Regions from separate parts of the Callithrix jacchus genome. Here region 2 is linked to region 1. A link is a contact called in public Hi-C data. All regions are on one chromosome and are shown on one strand. The core of a region is the stretch at or near the end of the contact, and the rest is flanking DNA. Distances in the headings are between cores, read along the strand shown.

What was found. A called contact is a pair of places that touch in the nucleus more often than the background predicts.
Region 2: a Hi-C map of skeletal muscle shows a contact between it and region 1, with 7 times the contacts expected there. The contact joins the promoter of HINT3 here to the promoter of NCOA7 in region 1. A contact is called at or near these places in 3 of 3 Hi-C or Micro-C datasets (induced pluripotent stem cells and skeletal muscle).

Annotation. Positions count from the first base shown.
Region 1 is chr4:132,365,338-132,372,651 of calJac240_pri, forward strand. NCOA7 (nuclear receptor coactivator 7) reads left to right here and starts at 3,444. Exons shown (of 16, transcript XM_054254414.2): 1 at 3,444-3,611.
Region 2 is chr4:132,545,921-132,553,234 of calJac240_pri, forward strand. HINT3 (histidine triad nucleotide binding protein 3) reads left to right here and starts at 3,824. Exons shown (of 5, transcript XM_078370065.1): 1 at 3,824-4,212. The coding sequence starts at 4,012.

The sequences.
Region 1 (7,314 bases), core at 2,194-4,693:
AAGAGCAAGCAACTGTCAAATTCCCCTTCTAAGTGACTTCATCCTGTTACTTATACATCACATATGTACATAAACATTCCTATAATCAAGTAATTCTAAATTTGGGACAAAATATCACACACAATAATCATTATCTTTTTTTTTGTTTGTTTTTGAGACAGAGTTTGGCTCTGTCTCCCAGGCTGGAGTCCAATAGTGCAATCTCGGCTCACTGCAACCTCTGCCTCTGGGGTTCAAGTGACACTCCTGCCTCAGCCTCCAGAGTAGCTGGGACTACAGGCGTGTGTCACCATGCCCAGCTAATTTTTGATTTTTATATTTTTAGCAAAGACAGCATCTCACCATGTTGGCCAGGCTTGTCTCGAACTCGTGACCTCAAGTGATCCACCTACCTCAGCCTCCCAAAGTGCTGGGATTACAGGTGTGAAAATAGGCCAGGTGCACTGGCTCATGTCTGTAATCCCAGCACTCTGGGAGCCCGAAGCAGGAGAACTGCTTGAGTCTAGGAGTTTGAGACCAGCCCAGGCAACATGGCGAAACTGTCTCTAAACAAAAAACACAGACATTAGCCAGGTGTGGTGGTGCATGCCTGTACTCCCAGCTACCTGGGAGGCTGAGGTAGGAAGATGACCAGAGCCCGGGAGTTGGATGTTGCAGTGAGCCAAGATGCACTCTAGCCTGGGTGACAGAATGAGACCCTGCCAAAACAAAAACAAAAAACAGTAAAGAAAATACAGTGGGGCTCTAGATCAACCAGAGACGCAGGAGCCTTTCATATGGGCAATATTAGAGCAGTATTTGCCAATATTTTTGGAATTCTAGTTTCATGAGAAGTTACCAGTGTTGTGTTCAAAAACAGAAATACTAATCATGTTTCTTCATTACAAGAGCTATCTTTAGATAGATAGGTAAGAAAAATAGCAAACACATTTGCAGGATTGCCACCGTTTGGCAGTGTTTCTCTAAGCCCACCTACCTTAGCCCTCTAGAAAGTCACTTAGGACAAATTCTGTTGCCTGAACCCAGAAATCCAGCTGCCTCCAACAGGTTCAGTGGAGCAAACAAATGGCAGAGGGAGTGAAGTGGTCCCTCTCTTCTTCCTTTAAGAAAGGAAGGGATCTCTGCTTCTCTTATCTACCCCAAAGTCTCATCTTATAAAAGTTGTTTATATTCCAGAAAAAGTTAAATGACAAATCCAAGCTATCCCACAATGGCCTCTACCCTTCAACAGAGAAAGGCCAGTTTTCATATTTAATAGCGGCCCTCACAGCCATAAAATCAGTGTAGTATTACATTTTTTCATTAACTCTGCATTTACCAACTAACTTCGGCTAGCCAAGAACAGTGAAGTGTTAGGGATATCATTTTTAAAAAGAAAATCTTTATTATAATAAAGTATATTATTCTAGTAATACCTTTGATTGATGGCCACATTCTAGACTTTAAGAACCACTTGGGATTATCTCCTTTAATTACTGTCTCTGCTCTATAAAGTTGGTACTGTTACCACTCTTTATGGATAAAGCATATCCTTTACGGATAAAGCAACTGAGGTTAAGCAGTTTACCCAAGGTCAGCACTTGGTGGAGCTGTAGTCTGAACCCAGAGCCTGAATTCTTAAAGATAACCACGTTCTTAAGAAGTACACTTTCTATTGAGGTTCCCATATTATTTCATGTATTATATCTTATCTCCCAATTAAAATTTGACCTTCTATGTAGGGCAGCACTGTTCAAAAGAAATTTCTGCAATAATGAAAATATTCTAGTCTGTACTGTCCAAAAGCACAGTCTAGCCATAATTTAAAATTTAAATGGCTACATGTAGCTAAAGCATACAGTACTAGTAGGCAACACATGTAAGGATTTCATTTCTTCTGATTTCTCTATAAAGACAAGACTTAAACAAATCAGTAATGCTCAGTTAATGAAAAGGAATGAGTGAAGAATCTCTAGGAAGAGTTTATACTCCCTTAGCTCGGGAGCAGAAATCTTTATTATATCAGGACTTTCAGTGTAATAAAATGTTGTAAGAAGCATATGATACAGCATGCAGTCCTAGAGGAGTTCATGAAGATAGTAAGGGGGATTCTTGAATTCCTTGAAATATCTTTGGAAGACTGACATTTTTTAATCGATGGTCACGACTTTTAAAATACATAGTTATAGCTCTTTGTCTAATAAAAAAAATCACTGCTTAATTTATTGACAAAGCATAAAGTCCATAGAGAGAAAAACAAAAGGGGCCTCTTGGTAGTAAAGGGTGGGAAACCTGTAAGTCAATGGACATTTCCTTCAGAAACTACATTCAAAATTTAATTTTGCTAAAGAGTAAGGAACTGCCAAGTTATCCTCCTAAGTGACTTTATCCCTACTTATACAACAAATATGTACATATACATTCCTCTAATCAAGTAATTCTTAATTTTGGGAAAGCATAATTAATAATAATCTTTTGAAGATAAACCAGAGCTGTCAGGAAGCAGCCAAGTCACGTGCCTCTGTATGCTTCCTGGACAAGCACAGTGCAGCTCCCACAGGACCTCACACCCAATCTTCAATTTGCTTAAAAGAACTATCTCGAAAAATCTTAGCTATTTAGTCACAATTTGTCCTTGCCATGGAACGTTTTTCTTTTACCTTTTTAATAACCTTAGATTTCAAAATCATAAAAGCACACATCAAAGAATTGTGAGAGCAGCTCAGCTTCTCTAGAGATGGCAAATCATGTCCTTTTGATACAATACAAACAGCTCTTTATATTTTAGGCACCTAATCTTCCCTTACTAAATAATTTACAAATAACACAATAGCTACAGAAAACAACAACAAACAAAAATAAACAGAAAAATTCCAATATCTTCACATTCAAATCCCAAAGATATAATCCTGACATCTAAATTAATACATGCTTGGTGCATTGGGCAATTATTCCACATTTGCAAGATAGTATAACATGACCATCTGCTACTGAAATGCCAAAATCACCACTGTTAACGCTTTGCTCCACCTTTTAGAGAGGTTATTAAAGTTTAAGCAGCGTCAACAACCCAGAGGAGGCCGCTATCGTCTCTGTGTGGAAGGCCTGTGACATACTGTTATCAGATTAGCTGCAGGCTCTTCCTTGAGATGTTTTTCTGAGTACAAGAGTGAATGAACTCCTTGGCCAGATCCTCCTAGTCATCTTGCAGTGCTGATCATGGGACCGCAGAGGGAAAAGCACCCAATTGGGGATGGGCAGCTCACAGGCACAGGCCCTGCAGCTGATGCAAACCTTCCCCTCCAAGGTTCTCTCGAGTCTCTGCCAAGAATCGGCTGGAGGGCCCAACTGCTATGCTCTTATTGCTGTAATGACTGCAATTTGGCAGCATCCAGGATGCTGTACGGGAAAGGGAGGGGGAGGAGATGGTGGGCCCCTCTGCTAAAGGCAACGCCGGAAGGGACAGAGGGATGAATTTATTGTGGCCAGCGGTTCGGAGCTGGAAGGAAAGTCAAAGGACTTTAAAGCTCGGGGTGACTCTCCAACTCCTTCTCTGCTCTCAAAGCCTTACTTCCCACGAAGAGTAGGGGCCAAGGCGGGCCAGCTGTAGGGGGGATGCGGTCAGGGGTGAGGTAAGAGGACCCTCCTAGGTGCCGCTGGCAGGCGGCGGTTCGCCGGGGCAGCAAAGCGCTGGAGCTCGGGAGGCGCCACAAAAGGCCGAGGCCTGCGGAGGCCGCGCGCGCAGCTCTCCATGGCTGAGCCGCAGGGTTCACGGCAGCCGAGGCTGCAGTAGCCGCCGGTAGACGGGGTGCCCAGCCTCCCAGCTTGGAGGTCGCGGGGGGGCGAGGAGGATGCCGGAACTGCAGCCCGAACCTCGGAGCCCGGACGCCAAGCTCCCTGGCCCCTGCAACCCCGGAGGGGCGCCGCGCGCGCCGCGGGCCGGGCGGAGCTAGAGGCGGGCGTCTGCACGGCGTCGCGCCACTCGCCGCTCCCCGCCTTCGGCCGGGCCCAGGACCCCTCGGCGGCCGATGCCCTGACGGTGGGCGCAGTTGCAGGGGTGGCGAGGCGTCGCGCATCGGGAGAGGCCTACTAAGACATCCGACGACGGCGGCTGCGCCCACCCGATTGGGACGCCGGGCCCCGCGAACGCGCGCCTCGGCGCTCCCGCCTCCTCCCCTGGCTCCTCCTCGGCGTACGGTCCTCCCCCGACCCCTCCTTCCACCCGCCGAGACGATGCGCTCCCCGGCGCCCAGCAGCGGAGGCCACCGCTCCCAGAAATGCACGCGCCCGAGCCCCATTTCCCGGACCCCAGGAGCCGGCGCCCCCGCCCTGTAGGTAGGTGGTGAGGCGGGGCCCAGCCCTGGCCGCCGCCCGCTGCTGATGCTGCTGCCCGGGAGAGGCCGCGGGCAGGGGCCAGGACTGGCCAAACTTGCCTCCCGCCGGGGCTTGGTGGAGCGCTCAGAGGTGTGCTAATGGCGCTGGGCGCAGCCCCCTGTGAACCTGAAAACCTCTGCGTGAGCTTGGGAGGCCGAGCGGGGGCGAAGGAGAGCTTGACCCTTCCCCGCCCACCCCCTGGGGGCTTGCGGGGGTGCGCGCCGGCGCGGGGGTGGGGAGGACAGGTTGGCATAGGGCTTATTTGGGGAGAAGACCGTTGGATTTTTAGCAGCTCAGGTGGAAATGTGTCACTGTGTTTTTCCGGCTGGATTAGCAGATGCGTTCTTCCCGTCTTTCTAGCCAAAACATGTAGAAAGGCAAAGGTTATATTAGCGGCATGTAGAAGTCGCTGTGGATTTTTGTGTGTATTTCAGAGCTAGCTGGTTGGTATATAAAATCGATGGTGTAAACCCTTACCGTCAACACGTTAGAGCCAGTTTAGAGAAGGTCCTTCTAGAAGTCAGATTATTCGGGAGATCGATGAAGCTGGGATATTGTTGTACTGCTTATTTAAGAGCCTCCTGCTTACGTGAAGGGATGTGTTTTAAGAGTGGCAACTTTGATACAGGTGTCGGGAGTTGAGATTCTGCGAGAAGGATGTACCGGGTCAGCCAGCAGAGGCAGCCTTGTGCTCAGCCTAACTTCCAACTCGATGATATGCTCTGTATTTCTTAGAAACTGGTTAGGTATGAATGCTTGCTTTTTTCCCCCCCTCGGTGTAAAGTTTATACATCAGAGCTTTTGGCAAGTTTCTCCCGTCCCAGGCTGTCATTTTTTGTTTTATATTCAGCAATAAGGTTTAAAGTTTTGAAAAATGCATCACTGTGAGCTCCAATTTTATAGTCACTCTAGATATAGAGATTTGGAGAAGTGACTCAGTATAATCTCGAAGAGGACAGAATCTTGCACCTTTTTTTTTTATCCTGTAATCTTCATCTTATGCATAATAAGTGCTCATTAGTTATTTGTTGAATGAATGAACTGTTTCAACCTTTCATCTAAAAACCACAATTTAGAATCACTATGTATTTGTTCTGTGGATGGTGACATTTAATTAGATTTCAAAAATTGTTTCTTTGTATAAATAGGCAAACTCAGTTATTTTAACATTTATATTTGAATTCTGACATTTTTAGGACCATATGCTGTCTTTCTGTAATATGTCATTAAGGTTATGAGGTAATTCTCCCGAACTCTTAAGTTCATTTCATGTCTAAGCTTGCAAAATTTCCAGGCTTATTGGTAATCATGCCTACTTCAGTTATGGTCTCAAACACAATGTAAAAAGTAGAAGTCGTGTTTTAAAGAAAATTCTAAGTTATCCCAGAGGAAAGAATGGTTTGGTTAATAAGTGATGTATTAACTCGTTTTAGAGTTGAGGTTTACTGGTTTGATCTAATTATAATGTCTTTTATTGCAAACAAAAGTAGAAATAAAACATTTAGAAGGGTCTGTGATTCTTACATGATTCAAAATATATGATATAGGTACAAAATTTAAACTGTTTCTTCCTCAGTATGTAAACATAGCAGTTTCCAAATTTGACAGCCAGGGGATTATGAAATGACGGTTTGGAAGATACAGTGTCTTTCTGCTTTAAAATGTTATATATTTTGAAAAAAAAAATCAAGGTTAACTGCATCACACTTTATTTACTTTATTTTTGCCTTATGATATTTTCTGTTTTGATTTTTTTCTCCGTCACATACATTTCAGGAGTCAATGTGAACTTCTTTTCGATCTCTGCTTAACAATATTATCTGGGAGAGCTCCCAGATTTTCTTTCTGTCATTTTAATGCATCTTTACCATCTTCACTTCATATTACCCAAATGACTTATTTTTACACAATATGGTAGGCCATACTTTATTACTATTGCTTCTCCAATTTACTTATGTTGATTGATAAGGAAATAACATTTTTCCTATAAAAGGTAATAAGACTGCAGGAACCAACAGTGGGAGGGAACTTATGAAAAAAATTAATTTGTTGTGATTTATTAAAACAAAGCCAAAATTCCCTCCTGCAATAAAGATAATTACATTTTACACTTCTTAAATTTGTAACCTAGGGTATTAAGCAATAAAATTTACCTGGTTCTTCCTTGAGCACTTTAAGCTTTTCAAAAAAGCCTTCCCTTTTGGTTACAGTAAGCTCTCTTTACCTTGTTACTTGTAAACACTTACTTGTTTATTTTACAAGTAGGAGTTGAGCCCTTAACTGCTCAATTTAACTGCTATTACTTTAGGCCTTGGAATCACAGTCAAATAAAAGCTCTAATCTCAGAATTGAAGAGGTACTTTTCTCTTGTGTGTGTCAGGCATCCAAATGCGTAGTGCCTTTGGGATTGGATGATTCACTTTTGGGTCCTACCTCCTGATCCCCCAGCACTCCGCCTCCACAAGCACCACCAGAATTCAATCCAAGACCTGGATTTCCTCTATCTTCCTAAAGGCTGTATTTTAGAATCCTCTATTCCTTTCTTGCTAAATGCCATTTACAATTGTTTTTTAAATCCCAGGCCATAATTTTTTGTTTGTTTCAATTCAACAGGATCTACTCAATTCACATGTGCTAGAATCAAAATTGTTGGTTGCAGGAAAAAATATATAGAAGTAAATTTGTATGACCTTGAATTTCAGACATAGGGAATACATGAAGAGTAATTGCTGTGTACTGGTCTCCCCTCAACAGTGATACAAAATGCATTTGTTTCTGCACATGCCAGAGAATACGAATTTTCTGTTGCTTAATTTGATCAGAAGCTTAATTGAGAAAAATGATGTTTATGGGGGTTTGGCTGAACAAAGGCCATGATGTCAACCTATTCCCTTCTAAAACTAGCTGTTAGACCAGGAGCCTAGCAGATCGTCAGAAGCTGTACTTTGGTACCTTATTTTG
Region 2 (7,314 bases), core at 2,574-5,073, 180 kb after region 1:
GACAAGGACTTGGAAGTGACCATTAGATTTAGTAATATAGTCACTGATGACAATAGTAGTTTGGACCAAGTGGTGGCACTAAAAGTCTGATAAGAGGCAGTGTGAGAGAGAAAGAAGACAGATTGGGAAGCAAACAGATACCTTTTTAGAGGAGTTTTTTTGCAAAGAGGAGCAGAGAAATAGATCCATGAGTGATGGAAAAAGCAATGTTCAAATTTGGCTCTTAAGAGTTTGTTACTGATAATAATATTTATATAAATATTCTAAATTACTTTCAAACAAGGTGATAGCTCGATGTGTCATTCTGATGGTGGCAGGAGGCAGACAGGTTTCTAGGCAGGAAGGGGTGGGTCCCGGGTAAAACCTCAACTTATAACCAGTGACAAGCCAGCTAGGGCTTGGACTGCCAGCTCTGGGTGAAATCCATGACCTGGAGTAAGGGATACCCACTATAAGTCTTTCTGCTGAAAGCTGTTCAGTTGCCCAATAAAGCTCTTCTCCACCTTGCTCACCATCCAGTTGTCCATGTGGCCTCATTCTTCCTGGATGCTGTACAAGAACTTGTGACCCTCTGAATGGCAGGAGTAAAAGGAACTGGAACACTTTCCTGGCCAGCTCACTGAGCTGTGGGTGGGAGCTAAAGAAGCTACAACACTTTCCTGGCCGACTTGCTGAGCTGCGGGCAGTGGCACGGTACTGGCTATGGGAGTGAAGCATAGCAACCCTTCTGGGGGCCCAGACCTTGAAAGTCCCTGTGCCAGAGCTGTAATACTATAGTCTTCCTGCCCTCTGCTGGCACCAGGTGGCCACTCCATGCAACAAGAAGCAGTGGCTGGGCGGGGCCAGCCCAGGAGCCATGGGACGGAAAGAGCTTTTATACAAATGGACTGAAACATACCCTACCTGAAACATGAACCCCTGCTTGCTGCACTGTAGTGGACGAGGAGAGAAGAGCTGTGGCTCTTCCTGGAGCATAGACCTTGGGGCTCCCTGAGCCAGGGCTGTGATACACCATAATCCCCTCTTTGGGGCTTTGTGGTTCCTGGCGTCTCCAAGATTTCTGGTGCCACCGGAAATCCCCACGTCCAGATGCTGGTGCCTACAGCAGAAGCCACTTGCAGTACGTCTGGTCCAGCCGCAGCCTTATATGGAGTCAGCACCTGTGCAGGTGCCTGGAGCTGCCTGCCCCACTGCAGCAGCCAGCATGCCTGGCTGTGTGCAGTGGTCGAACCCTGCACTTGCTCACACACCGCTTGTGGCTTCGCACCTGGCTTGCCTTTGGCAGACATGGGATTTGGGCCAGTTGTGTGAGCTGAGCACAGCCTGCTAGTCTGAGTGGGTGGAACAAGCCCAGTGGGCATGACCAAAACTCAAGCAGAGGGGCTGCTGGCCACAGAGGTTTCCAGATGGCAAAGTGCTACCTGAAAGATCCTGTGATAATTTTACTTGCAACACCATCATGCATTAGGCATCATTATTATCCCCATTTTATAGATGAATTAACAGAAAACCTCAGCACAGAAAGACAATTTGTCTCAGCACAGAAAGAAAAATAACATAGCCCAAGTTTTCACAGATGGTAAGTTGTAGAGTAGTCTGACTCCAGAGCCTGCTCTGAAGCAGGGCTCCTGCTACTCCTTTTGGTACTCCTGTGAAATTAGCAAACAGCACTTGATTTCACAAGCAGATTTAAGTTAGTATATTGTTATGGAACTGGAATGGCTGTCCCCTAGGAGGGTTATCCAGAATACCCATTGGCAATAGTCCCGCCTGCTTCCAAAAAGAACACATTGTCTACACAATTTTCAAGTACTTCATGTTCCTCCCCTCACTTCCAAGGTGGGCAACGATATCAAGTTCAAAGTTGAGGAAGAGAAGCAAGCCTTGGAAAGCGCCAGGTAAGTGAGAAAAGCAATCCCAGGTGTCACTAGGAGTGCAGCCAGAAGATGCAACTTATGCAGGTGTGTGTCCTACTATGTAGGTGAATGGTCTCCTAAGTGTGTGTGGCCATATGTACACAATGGGGGTTTATATACACATCACTTCTCCACTGCTCCAGAACTTAGCCTGGAATCTTCAGTTCTGTCTGTGCTTTTCTGCAAGTTAATATATGTGTATGAAATGAATCAGCACACTCTTATCTGTGGTATCCTTGCACATTGTGAAACCTGAACACTCTCATGCAGTGACCTTGCTACTAACCATTCTTCAGTAGAAAATGGTTAAATGTCTATCTACATGCACAACCCTGTACTAGGCATTATGGAAGATGCACACACCCATTCTTGTTGTCAAGAAACATAATTTCTAGCAGGATAAATATGTACACAAATAGCTATAAGACACAAAGAGACAAATTCTACAAAAGAACATACAAATTCTATAAGAGAAGATCCAAAGAGACAAATTCTACAACAGAACCTGTTATATGAATTCTTCAGAGGATGTGGTTATTTCAGTTTGGCTAACTAAAGAAAATTTCATGAAGGAGGTAGCATTGGAGGGGTGTCTGGGAAGGTAAAATTTGAAGTGAAGAGATGGAAACAAGACTATTTTGGAGGGAACTGTGTGAATAAAAGCAGAGTGGTGTAATGGTGGAGTAAAGGCATGGAAATTGTGAATACTAAAATTTGGCAAAGGTCTAATGTATTGATTCTGAACTCTGCCTTGGGCAGCTGAGGGGCAGTGAAGCTACTGTAGTGGTTCCACAAACTAGTGGCCAATTACAAAAAGGAATTAAAAATATCTTGAATGAATAGGTACAACAATTCAAAAACATATAAACCACTTTCTATTACTATATAAATTCATTAAAAATCATCACTGAATTCCCAATTGGTTTGTTATGTATTTTCCATATCTGCAAATACCAAGTGTAAAATTACTATGGAGAGCTAGTCCAAGAAATTTTTTGGTGTTAAAAAAGGAGTCCTGTGTGTCAAAAGGTTGATGGGTTTTGGAGTTAGACAAATCTTGATCTTAAACTCTGTCACTACTAATTAGTTGTGTGGGACTGGGCAAGTCTGAATTTGTTTCTTCATCTCTAAAATGGGGGTTAGAGAGCCAACCTTGCTTGTTTTGACAATTAAAGAAGTATATGGCATGCTTTAGATGCTCAGCAAGTGTGATTGAAGAATCACAAAATGAAAAGCTGAGGTCAGAGTCCACCTGGAACACCAAGCTAAGGAACTGGTACTTTTTCTTTGAGCACATAGTTACTGAAGGTTTTTTTCTGAGTGACAGGAAAATCAAGAAATAGTGAGAAGGTGATTGCGTTGGTCTAGGTGAGGCATTATGAGGCACTGGCATTGAATTTCAGGGATATTTCAGACTATTAACTATAGGACTCCACATTTACTTGTATATGGTGAATGTGAGATTTTTAAGAAGGTCACTATTTTGATCTAGCTGTGCTGTTAAATACAATAAAAAATCCAGAGATGTAAAGGTCAGTTTTAGACATTTGGAGCGAAAACGACTACAATTACCATGGTTGAAAATGCAGCAAACATGATGTCTGTTGAAAACAAGGCTCTAGGAATTTTGTTCATTCTTTAAAAACTTACGAATTTAAAAAATCAAACTTTTAAAAACTTTTTTTTTTTTAACGGCCGCTTAATATAATATTTGGATACGCTGCACCATGGGCTTTGAAGAAAGCCTGTCCGGAAAACCCAACATCCTCCATTGGGCCGGACGCTCCCGCGCCCCCGTAATGTCATTACCACGCGCGGCGCGCTCTGCGTCTCGGCGGACGTTGTGCGTCATTACCAACGAGGCGCAGGGGCGGGACGACTCTCGGCAGCGCCATCGCGCGCCTTCTAGTGGCAACCGGTTTCGAGGCCGGCCTCGGGCTTTTTAGCTTTGCACCGCGTCTCCTTCCCTCTCCCCTCAGCCTGGCTCACCGCACAGCGCCAGGCGAGAGGCGACGCCTCGAGGTAAAAGGGAGGAGGTGCAGGACGCGGAGCCTGCGAGGAGAGGCGGAGGCTCTAGGCTGCGAGGGCGGGTGCGATGGCGGATGAACAGGTGAACCGCAGCGCAGGCCTGGCCCCTGACTTTAAGGCCCCGGAGACTACAGAATGTACGGCTTCCTCTGTGGGGACCTGCGAAGCCGCCGCCAAGTCACCGGAGCCCAAGGACAACGACAGCACCTGCGTGTTCTGCCGGATCGCAGGGCGGCAGGACCCGGGCACCGAACTCCTGCACTGCGAGGTGAGCGGCGACGCGCGGCCGGCGGTGGGTGAGGACCTGGCGGTCCCTCGGAGGTCGGGCGGAGAGGCCTCGCCGGGCTGGACCCGGTGCGGAGGATCCCGATCGCTACTCCGCTGGCCGAGGCAGGGCCGCTCTGTGTGGATGGAGTTCGGTGAAGCTAGGGATACGCCCACCCCAGGCCTTTCTGCGGGGACCGGGTGTTGAGCACAGACGCTCTGCCAGGGGTCTGACGGGCCTTTGCTCCAGCGGTATTTTTGCTGTCCCAGGGTCACAGAGCGAATGACAGGGCCGAATACTTTGGCCTGTATTTGCAGGTACCCAGGTACTTGGTATAAATAGCATCTTGTGGCCTCTGCTTTTATTACAAAGATTCTCGCCCACCTTCAAGATACTGATTTGAAATTCTGCACACTATAATACCGTTACTGATGAGAGAACTAGTAGAAAATAGGTAATGATAATTGTGAAAAGCTGTTTGTTAGATTGGCGGAAAATAGTCTGGAGGGAGTGGGTCTGAGGTCAAACTATTACTGAATTACCTCTGAATTTCACTGTCAGGTGGGATGCGTGCACATTTTCAGAGCATGTAGACTTTGCCCAGATATTTTTAAACGGATAACTGGTACACACTTTATTCTGCTGGTTCTACTTGTCCATGTACAAACAACTTTTTGAGAGAATTAGCTCCAAAGATTGTGTCTTTTGTAGTAATCATTCCTTTATTTGTTAAAAATTAATAGAATTCCTTCTAAGCACCTTGTTTGGGAGGTTGGTGAGCAAGATAAGGGACAGACTGTGTCCAGATTTTACAGTCCAAAGGGCGGAATGTATACAGAGGAGGTAGCCAATTACAATGCCTCCTACTGTGGTCAGGGCAAGCTGGTGGGAGAGGCATCTAATCCAGATCTGAGGCGTTAGGGAAGGCTTCCCAGAGGAAATGAGACATGAAGAAATAAGTAGCAGTTGATCAGATGAGGAGTTGGAGAGAATAGTGTCCCAGGTAGAGAGACACCCCCACCCTGCCCAGAGGTTCAGTTTGTGCAATACAAAACTAACAGAAATTGTCTAACTGGTGCATAGAGTTTGAGAGGATGAGTAGTGAAAGACGAGGCTGGAGAGGTAAACAAGGGGCCAGATTATTAAATGTGATGGAATTCACATGAAGAAATTTTGTCTTTATCTGAAGAGCAAGGTGAAGATTCACTATGTTTAATGGTGGGTTGGAAGGACGAGGTTGTGGAGTTAAAGGAAGGGGTTTGATCTTTGAAAGGTCATTCTGGCACCGTTGTGGAGAATGATTTGGAAGAGACCAGTCTGGAGTTCGGAGAACTGTTACGAGGCTAATGGCATAATCTACCCTGATGGTGGCCTGAAATGAGAATGTGGTAGAGGAGATTATGAAAAGCATATCAATTTAAGAGATACAGTATTCAGGAGGTAAAACAGGCAGGACTTGTTAGTGGATATAGGTCAGTGATTCTCAACTGGGGGCAATTTTGCCTTCCCAGGGTACATTTTACAATGTCTTGAGATACTTTTGATTGTAACAACTTTGTGTGGGATGTTGCTTCTGGCATCTTACTAATGAATAAAAGCCAGAGTTGCTATTAACATGGTATGGTGCACAGGACTGCCCCCACTGGGACACACACACACACACACACACACACACAGAGATTTATGCAGCCCCCAAAATATCAGAAGTGCCAAGGTTTAGAAACCCTAATTTAGATATAAGAGAATAAGGAAAAGAAAGAGGGGGAAGTCAAAGATGATTTCTAGGTTTCTGGCTAGGGTAAACTGGTAGAGGTGATATCATTTCATTAAGACTGGGAATGTGGGAGGAGAAAAGATGGCCAGGGGAGTAGCACAGTGATGAGCTCAGCTATGGAGTCATGGAGTTTGAGGTGAGTTTGAGGCATCTAAGCAGAGATGTCCTTTAAATGGTTGGATGGTCTAGCACTCTGTAGAGGGATCTGTATCTCTAACCCAGATTACAGGAACTATAAATTTATAGACGGAAACTGAAAAAGAAGGGAAGCATTGGGATCACCCAGGAGGTAAAAAATGAAGGGGAGGTCTATACAGAACTCTAAAGAACACTAACATCATAAGGAACAGGCAGAGGAAGAGGACCTGAAAAGGGAACAGAGAAGGAACAGAAATTGAAAGATGGGGAAGCTAAGAGAAGGGGGTATGTCAAGAAGAAAGGAATTGTCAGCAGCAATATCAGCCTGCCTTCATCCTCAAATTTGGATTATGTGACCCTTGTATGTCCTTGCAGAGAGGCCAAGTCAGATCAGGACTGGTTGTGTCCCCACAGTGATGTTCACTGACCTTGAGTACAGCAATTTCATGAAGCTATGAAGCAGAAGGCAGATAGCAGTTGATTGAGAAGATGTTGGGGAAGGAAGGAGAGAAGACAGCAAATACAGACAACTCTTACAGGAATTTGGCAGTCTAGGGGAGAAGGGAAAGGGAATGGTGGCTACAGGAAAAGTTAGGGATTAAGACAAAGCTTTTTAAAACAGTGAAGACTTTCATGTGTTCAAATCCCAATGGGAAGATGTCTATAGTGAGAGGTTTAAAATGGCTCAGCAGGTAGAACGTTGCTCCTGGGAAAAAGGAAACTCATTCCTCACTGGATGTTTGAATGAGTCTGTGTGCCAGGCACTGTTGGAGGCCTGGGGATACAGCAGTAAATAAAACATGCAAAACTCTTTGCCCTTTTGGAGCTTATATTGTAGTTGCAGAAAAGGATAATAAGGAAAATGAGTAAAATTTATAGTTTATTAGATGGCAGAAAATAAAGGGGAAAGGGATGTAGTTTTAAATTTTTAGTCAGGAAAATCTGCACGAAGCAGGTGACATTTGGGTTAAGCCTTGAAGGAGGAGAAGGAGCAGTCATGTGGCTATTTACAAGTAAAAAATTTGAAGTAGCTCCTCTGAAGTCTGATAGAGAGAATTACGGAAACAAGGATTATTGTACAGTGGGTCAGGTGAGGTTGAGGACATTCAATTTAAGGTCATAGCGGTCTGCTCAGTTGTGTGATTTTTCTATCCCCTTTCCAGCAGCAGCCTAAAGCTGAGAGGTAAGGTAGG